3 separate regions of the Zea mays genome follow, and regions 1 and 3 are each linked to region 2. A link is a contact called in public Hi-C data. All regions are on one chromosome and are shown on one strand. Each heading gives the region's core, a stretch centred on a gene start, on an enhancer-like site or on the middle of the called end of the contact. The rest is flanking DNA. Distances are from core to core; before and after follow the strand shown. Region 1 holds the start of LOC100277516 (plastid transcriptionally active 18). Region 2 holds the start of LOC100217101. Region 3 holds the start of LOC100192068.

Region 1 (2,700 bases), core at 69-2,568, 180 kb after region 2:
AGTCACGTCGCCCGAGATCCCCATCGAAAGCTACTCTGTCGCTGACAAGGATCGCAAAGAGAGTGGGAGAGCGCGCGATGGCAAAACCACTAGAGGGCAAAACAAACAAACGATCGCACGTTTCAATTAGCCATTCCAGGTACGGTTTTTAGCGCGTCGGGTAACACATTAACCACCCACATGTTGTTGGTTGAGCCAGACCGCACTCGAGTTGGTTGGTTGGTTGAACCGGTTGGGTCTATTTGGACTCAGCTGATCAGCTGTTGGTTTATCACCTAAGGTGATAAATAGATTATATATAAGTAAACCATATATATGATGATGTTTTTTTATCTTTGTTGTCTCTTAATGATTGATATATCGATAGTTGTTATCACGCATTTGGTGCCCTAATTGTGTTTGTATCATAAAGAGATTTTTGTGCTTCAGTGTTCAATCCCCAAATAGGGAACAAAGATGTGTTGGGATAGGGATGTGTTTGTCCCCGTTAAGGCCTTGTTCGATTGCATGAGGATCAAAGGGGATTAAATCTTCTTTTCAATTTTAAATAGCAAGGGATTTAATCCCCTCCAATCCCCTAAATGTACCCCTAACCGAGGTCCTAAACATTGTTCGGTTTGGAGTGGATTAAAGGGGATTGAAGGTAGAAAATTAGTTCATGTTTGGCAATTTTTAATCAAAGAAAGATTTTGAGTTTCGAAAGTAGCCCCTAAGCAGGGGCGAAGCCAGCCTCCACATTCGCTGGTGTCAGCATCATTAAGCACACAATGTTTAAACAATATTTTATACTAGAAATTTTGAAATCCCTTGGTGTCAGCTAACACTGGTGCTAAGCTATAGCTCTGCCCCTAAGCCCTAAGTATATCGAGGCAGGAACGGGGAATCGGTTCGGGTCGGGAATAGAGGGCTAGTTCTCACGTCAGCTCCACCATGTCTCGTTGCCATCTCTAAGCAGAGCATGGATATGAGGAATAGAGGATAAGGCCATGTTTGGGAATAAAGTATTTGAAAACTACAGTTTTGTAATACAATAGTTTTAAAATGCCAATACATACCCACAATTTTTTACCGTAGCATTAAAATCTTTGGTCAGAAGCTATATTTACAAAATTGTGAAAGTACTGCATTTTAGTCAAAACTACAGTTTTGAAAACAGAGTTTTTTTAAAAAAACTACCAAACACTGTATAAGAAAAAAATACTACAGTATCTTCAATACTATAATATTCTATAAAAAAAGAGAAAATACTTCACTGACAAGCAGGGCCGCCGGTGGCCTACGTATTTCTTGTTCTCTACTCGGGAAACAGACAGGACAGGGACGGAGGCCAAACCCAACCCAAAGCCCAAGCCGAAGAGGAAAGGATAGGAGACGGATAGGGTACCCGCGATGAGGCCCGCCGCCGCCAGTACCGGCGGGTTCCATCTCGTGCTCCCCGCGGCGCACAGGCTGCCTCCTAGTCTTCCTAGCATCAGTAGCCGAAGAGGTGTAAGGATACGAGCGGCGGCGGCAGCAGGCGGTGGCGGCGCGCTGCTGGGGCGTCCCATGGAGGACGTGTACAAGGTGCGCGTGGAGCGAGGCGAGGTGGCGCGGGCACGGATGGAGGCGCTGCGGGTCATGGAGACGTGGTCGTCGTGGCGCACGGGTGGCCGGTGCCGGATGCCGTGGGACTGGCAGGTCGACCAGCTCGTGTACATCGTGTCCGGGGAGGTGAAGGTCATCCCCGCCGGCGCTGTCCACGGCGACGACTACATGCACTTCGTGGCCGGGGATCTGGTCAGGTACCCGCGCTGGTTCGAGGCCGACCTCTACTTCGACGGCCCGTACGAGGAGCGCTACCGGTTTCTCGCCTACGGAGACGACAACTAGTTAGTACATCTGCATTTCAAGCAGCTTTGCCTAGACCCTAGAGTATCCATCTACCGGCAATGCATGCGTTGTAATGTTCCTCTGTAATGTATTGGTGTGGCGTAGTCAGGCACCGAAATAAACCAATCATTCCAATGTTTGCGAATTTTATTATATAACTTATTAGTTCCTCCAAACTTCTAAATTGGCTATGATACGCGTGCAAGAGAAATAAACTGTTTCTTAATTCCAACATTATAGCATACTACAAATATTTGAATACTCATGCTTCTTGATACAATTGCTTAGACAGTTTCAGCACTGCCGCCAGCATCAATTTTTTTGCCTGCACCCGCGGAGTTCAGCAACTTAACCAGAATACTATATTTAACAGATACTTTGTGGATGATGGTACTAAAAATAAGTAACATTAACCAGGCATAACAATTCAGGGGAAACGGAGAGAAGATGTTTGACAAGGTGCCAATAGCCACAGGCTACAAAAGGATTAATAATACGAGAGAAACAAAGAAAAAAAATGGAAGACAAAGGATTAAGTTTGTTTATCTCATCAGTTATCGCTCCTATTTCGAAGCATGTCCCAACATCACTATCAGTTGTAATTTGTCCTCTGTCTTCTGGTACCCTGAATCCCTCCTCTTCCACCACCTGAATTCGAGTTCATGTTGCTTCCACCACCTGAGTTTGAGTTCAGGTTGCTTCCACCACCTGAATTCGAGTTCAGGTTGCTTCTTCCTCTTCTCCCAGTCCAGCCACCGTTGGGCCGAAAAGCAGCGCCTGCACTAATGTTAGAACTGCCACCGTTCTGAAGGTAGAAATGACTGGTATCCT
Region 2 (2,700 bases), core at 48-2,547:
CTGTGGTGTGTGGGTGAGATTTCATCCAGTCGCGGGTTGATCTGGGCCCTTGATCCGGAATCGAGCGGTCGTGATTAAAACGAACCGTTACCGATTCGTGGGTTCGTCTGATCAGAATCATGCAGTTATGGTTGAATCCAGACTTATGGGGTTACGGCCGATCGGGAGCCATGGATCACGTATCCTGCGGCTCAAATTGCATATCAGTTCAGCATATATAACTTCTAATTTGTGCCATCAGAGTTTGATCGGATGGCCCTAACTCACCTGTACCCCTTCGGCCTGGCAAAATCGCTAAAGAGACCCTGACTTTAATTGAAAATAACCCGCAGTCCACTTTAGTTCAACAGAAAATACGAACAGGTCCTGAAATTTATGAGTTGGACCCCGAACTCTCTGGATTTTGTGTCCGCAGTCCATAGGTTATCCAGAAATAATAAAATAACTCAGAAAAAGATTTTTAGAATAAAAATAATTTCGGAAACTTGTATAATTCATATTTAATTCATTTTAACTCCGAATTGACCCATTTCAGTGGCAATAATTTTGTTTTAATATTGTTCATCATATAGTACCTTTGTTTAGCCATGAAACTTGAATTAAAATTATTCTTTGGATTTATTCTATAATAAGCACTTAATAAGTTTGGAAATTCATAACTCCTCCGTTTTAATTCTGAATTGACTCGTTCTAGTTGCATTAGCTTCGTATAAATATTTACTACGCAGTAGCAACATTGATTATATGTTATCCCATAATTTTATAATTAGGTAACTAATTAGATTAATCTATGTCTATTGGATTAACTTCTTTAATATTAATCTTTACTACTATTAAGACGGTAAGGGGTAGGCTGCCATTCCTGGTTCTGCCATTCCCATACTCATGCACCGTCTTCATTCCCATTCCCAACTGTGTCCCGCGCATGTGACCCGTTTCCGTTTCCCAACTGTGCGCGACCAAATTTTTACCAAAAAAGCTAGCAGCGTGGGTCAAAGCTCACGACCAACCAAGACTACACATGTTATGTGCGCACTAGACCTTATAAACAGGTGTGTGCACAGTTTAGTGAACAATACAGTACTATTTTTAGCTTGCCAATACAAATTACACGCTTCCTGGGAGGCCCATCTGCTTGTGGCCCAGACAAGGCCCATAGTCGACGCTGGTTCTACCTCTAGCCAATCTACACCGTCCATCTATATGCATCAAATAATCACCGTCCGCCTCGTCGCCTCCGCTTCAAGCCTCCTTCGTCCCTCGATCACAACTGCTCCTCTCTCCACTCCCCTCTTCCTCGACAGATCCTCAATCAAGCTTCATCTGTGCCGTCGTCGGCAATGGCTCCGGCCTTCCCACGCCGCCGTCCAACCTCCCCCGACTCTCCTCCTCACACCGCCGCCGCTCCCATGGCCCACCCTCCCTGCTCGCCTCCATGGCCACCTGGAGGCGGATTCGGCCTCCCCGAGTCACCGCCCAACGTCTCGCCGCCCAACCAAAGCGAGAAATCCACTGGGCGAAGCTTCTGCACCTCCCGAACGGGGGAGGGGAGGGGAGCACGCCAGCACTATGTGCCTGCGGGTAGGGTTTCTCCCGGTCCGATGGCGTCCGCCATGTCGTCGAGGTCACGACCCGCCGGCCACTTCGGAGTGTTCCCGGTGAACGCTATGGCCGGCACGGGAGGCAGCGACGGTGGGGTGCAGCTCGCGGACAAGCTCAAGATAATCAAGACTGACAACTTTGACCCCGACGCCTACGTGCAGTCCAAGTGCCGCGCCATGGACGAGAAGGTGAGGAATCCGTCCGCCCTGCGATTTCGCCTCCAGTGTTAGAGGGAGTGCTGCGTCGTCTTTCGCTCGGAAGTGCGACGGGTACGGGTTCTCGACGCGTTTTGAGTAGTTTAGTGCTAATCAGGCTTCATCCGCGTTTTGAGTAGTTTAGTGCCATCCTTGGCTCTGCCTTCCACCACTTCTCACCGGCCCAGATCTTCAATGCCCTCGCTACCACCTATCGCTGCTTTGGCTCTACCCCATTCGTCTTCGAGCTCCTCCTCCTTGCCTACCTCTGCTCCCCCCCCCCCCCCCCCCCCCCCCCCCCCCCCACGACGTCCTCGCTGCGGCCTTCGTCGCCCGCCGCATCCTCGCTGCCGGCGCACGGCTGCTCCCCTCCACTGCGGTGGCTCTTCTTTGTCCACTCCCTTCCGCCACTGCAGCCCTTGACATGTATCATCAAATCTACACGCATCCAAGTCCACGGAGCAATCACCTCCTCCTGCCGACTCTTCACACCTTCAATTCCCTCCTCCTTGCTTTTCACCGTGATGGCAAGTGTGATGAATTCAAGATTGTGCTCCAGGAAATGGACAAATATTCCTGCAAGCACAACGTGTGCACCTACAACATCAGGATGTCTGGGTACTTGAATGGAGAGCATGTGGAGAAAGCACGAACACTATGGGATGAGATGATTCAGGAAGGGGTCCAGCCTGATATAACTGCGTACAACACAATGATTAGTGGGTATTGCTAATCTGGGGAGGTAGGGGTGGCACAGGATATGTTTAAAAATATGTTCATGGGTGGGATTGATTCAAGTGCCACGACGTTCGAATGGTTGGTAGAGGGCATTGTATGGCACGGGATGCTGAGGCAGCAATGCTTGTGCGTGCAGACATGAAAAGGAAGGGGTTTGTGTTGGCGC
Region 3 (2,700 bases), core at 62-2,561, 190 kb before region 2:
TGTAGGACCAACTAAGTAGTTGTTTGGTTCTTTTAGCTAAAGTTATTTATTATGTGTCACATCAAATATTTGAGTATCAATTACGAGTATTAATTATAGTTTAATTATAAAACTAATTATAGAGACAAAGATTAAACGAACATAAGAATTTATTAAGGCTATTTAATCTATGATTAACAAATGTTTAATATAACATCACTTATCAAATCATAGACTAATTAGAATTAATAGGTTTGTCTTATCGTTTAGTCTTAGGCAATGTTTGAACGTCTTGAGGTAATAGTTAGCTGCTAAAATTACTTGTAGAGGTTCCAAACATCCTCAACTAATACCTTAACTAATTGTTAGTTATCTCACAGCTAACAATTAGTTCATTAATATATTAACTGGCTAATTATTAGCTCTATAGGTTTCAGACATGTCCTTAATCTATATAATTAGCTTTATAATTAGAACTAGTCTAATCCCCGTGCGTTGCGATGGTACCCAACCATATTTGATGATATTGATTGATGACTAAGTGACACTTGAGAGTCTTAATGGACCATCCACATAAAAATAACATAATAAATATATTTAATGTCAAAGTGAACATATTGTTCATATACTATATATTGAACTGGTAAGACATAGAAAAGCACAAGTACCCTAACAAGATCATTCTTGAAATACCAAATACAACAAGTTTATCCTCTAATGCTTAACATGCTCATTGAAAATACATACTTGCTCTTGTCTTTAGAGTATCATATCAAACAATAAAAATATTCCGTTTTTATAGAGCCTTATACTCATTTCCAATTGCATAGTTTGTTTCACTTAAAATTCAATGCGCTACGACGAAAAAAGCGAGCGGAGATGTTGCAAAATGGACAGGGTTTGTTGCTAGAGCGACAACTACGAGAATGATGCTGTGCGAACAAATAGGATATAGATGAGATATGATCTGGGACCGCGAGTTAATTTTGAAGAAATACAAGAGATTATTTATAAAAAGATGAATACAATGGATTCTTTATAAAAATATGGCGTGACATGATCGTTGAAACTGATGCTTTAATATAGTAGAGATAGATATATTAATATTATAATTAGAATATTAAATTTATTTAATAATTCAAATTAATAACCAAACATCAGAGCATCAACTAAAGTTATCCATGTTGACCATGTATCCATGCAGGGCAACTGGGCAACTAACGCGAAAGTTGCCAATTTGGCAAGCAGAAATTAGGCCGGCGGTGCGCGCGCACGCTTTGCGAACACAGACAGGACGGTCCAGATCGCTCGATGCGGCATCGCATCGCATCCAGTGGACCTCGCCGCTCTGGGGTCCAGGCAGGTGAGGCCAGCGCGAATCCGCCGTCCTGGTTTCCACGGCCGCACCGCACCCTACCTCTCGTCGTCTTGCCGCCGATCCTTTTTCCGAAACCTAGCTCGCCCGCCCGACCTCCGACCTTCTAGAACCTTGCCTCCGAGGTGCCGCCCTCCCCGCCCCGCCTGCGCCGCTTGCTCATCGCTTCTCTCCCCGCGGCGGCCTCCCAGATCCGGTTGGATCGAGGGGCAAGGTCAAGAGATGGGGCAGGCCTTCCGAAAGCTGTTTGATGCCTTCTTCGGCAACAAGGAGATGCGGGTACGCTGTCTCCTTCCTTCCTGTTTCCCCTCGCTCCCTTCCCATCTCGACAGGATACTGCAATGAATCGGGCTCCTCGATAAACCGATCCGTTCACAAATCACAAGGGCGGTGGTGGCTGGTGGCCTTGTCGCACTCCTATCTCCATTTCTCTTGGCATTGATTTCAGTTACTACTGAATGGTTAGAGTCATGTGATCCGTCAACAATCTGCCAGCACTGTTTTGGCTACCAATCACTAACATCCAAGAGCAGGGAAATAATGAGTCATGATGCTAGCCAGACATACAGCTATAGTGCCCTGTGGTAACCTTACCTGTTTCAGACGGTTATAGATTTGATTTCTTGTAATCTACTAGTAGTGGATCATTTATAACGACAACAATCTCTGCATCGTGCTGCCAGTCATCCAAAGAGAGTTAAATAATGTGTTACCAACCACAGCGTGCTGGATCTTTCATACACAAGATCAAATTGTACCTGGGTAAAATGATATATTGATGTATTATTACTTCACTCATTTTCTGGACTAGGTGTTGCCATAGTGTGTACAGCATGATGCCAATTCAAGTGCAGGGCAGGCTGTGTTCCAATCATGTCTCATGTCTTCTTAACGATGATTTTTGGTTGTCCTTACATGTTTAGTCTTCTTTTTTTATATCATCGGAGATTAGAACCAGTATCCGTTTTAAGCTGAACATGCCTCTAATAGATTGGCCTCTTATTTTTTTCCTCAGGTGGTGATGCTTGGGTTGGATGCAGCTGGGAAAACCACCATACTCTATAAGCTTCACATTGGTGAAGTTCTCTCCACTGTCCCTACCATAGGTCCGATTGTACCACCTATCTGCTTGTGCATTTCATAACTTTTGGTTTCAACCATTGCTAATTACAGTTGTCCAACTCTGCACCTGCCATGCAATTGATTCGTCCGTTCATATGTTTAGTGACAGCATGCACTTTATCACATTGTAGGTTTCAATGTTGAGAAGGTTCAATACAAGAATGTAGTGTTCACCGTGTGGGATGTTGGTGGCCAGGAGAAGCTCAGGCCCCTGTGGAGGCACT

The links. A called contact is a pair of places that touch in the nucleus more often than the background predicts.
Region 1: a contact with region 2 is called in a Hi-C map of ear, with 2.5 times the contacts expected there. The contact joins the promoter of LOC100277516 here to the promoter of LOC100217101 in region 2. A contact is called at or near these places in 3 of 25 Hi-C or Micro-C datasets (ear, leaf and tassel).
Region 3: a contact with region 2 is called in a Hi-C map of ear, with 3 times the contacts expected there. The contact joins the promoter of LOC100192068 here to the promoter of LOC100217101 in region 2. A contact is called at or near these places in 3 of 25 Hi-C or Micro-C datasets (ear, endosperm and tassel).

Annotation. Positions count from the first base shown.
Region 1 is chr1:108,128,647-108,131,346 of Zm-B73-REFERENCE-NAM-5.0, reverse strand. It overlaps LOC100277516 (plastid transcriptionally active 18), which reads left to right and starts at 1,318. Exons shown (of 1, transcript NM_001151050.1): 1 at 1,318-2,099. The coding sequence starts at 1,390. The coding sequence ends at 1,869. It overlaps LOC100191396 (putative RING/U-box superfamily protein), which reads right to left. Exons shown (of 1, transcript NM_001136830.1): 1 at 2,259-2,700. The coding sequence ends at 2,462.
Region 2 is chr1:108,304,685-108,307,384 of Zm-B73-REFERENCE-NAM-5.0, reverse strand. LOC100217101 reads left to right here and starts at 1,297. Exons shown (of 6, transcript NM_001366113.1): 1 at 1,297-1,790. The coding sequence starts at 1,341.
Region 3 is chr1:108,493,402-108,496,101 of Zm-B73-REFERENCE-NAM-5.0, reverse strand. It overlaps LOC100192068, which reads left to right and starts at 1,311. Exons shown (of 6, transcript NM_001294310.1): 1 at 1,311-1,633; 2 at 2,370-2,460; 3 at 2,608-2,700. The coding sequence starts at 1,577.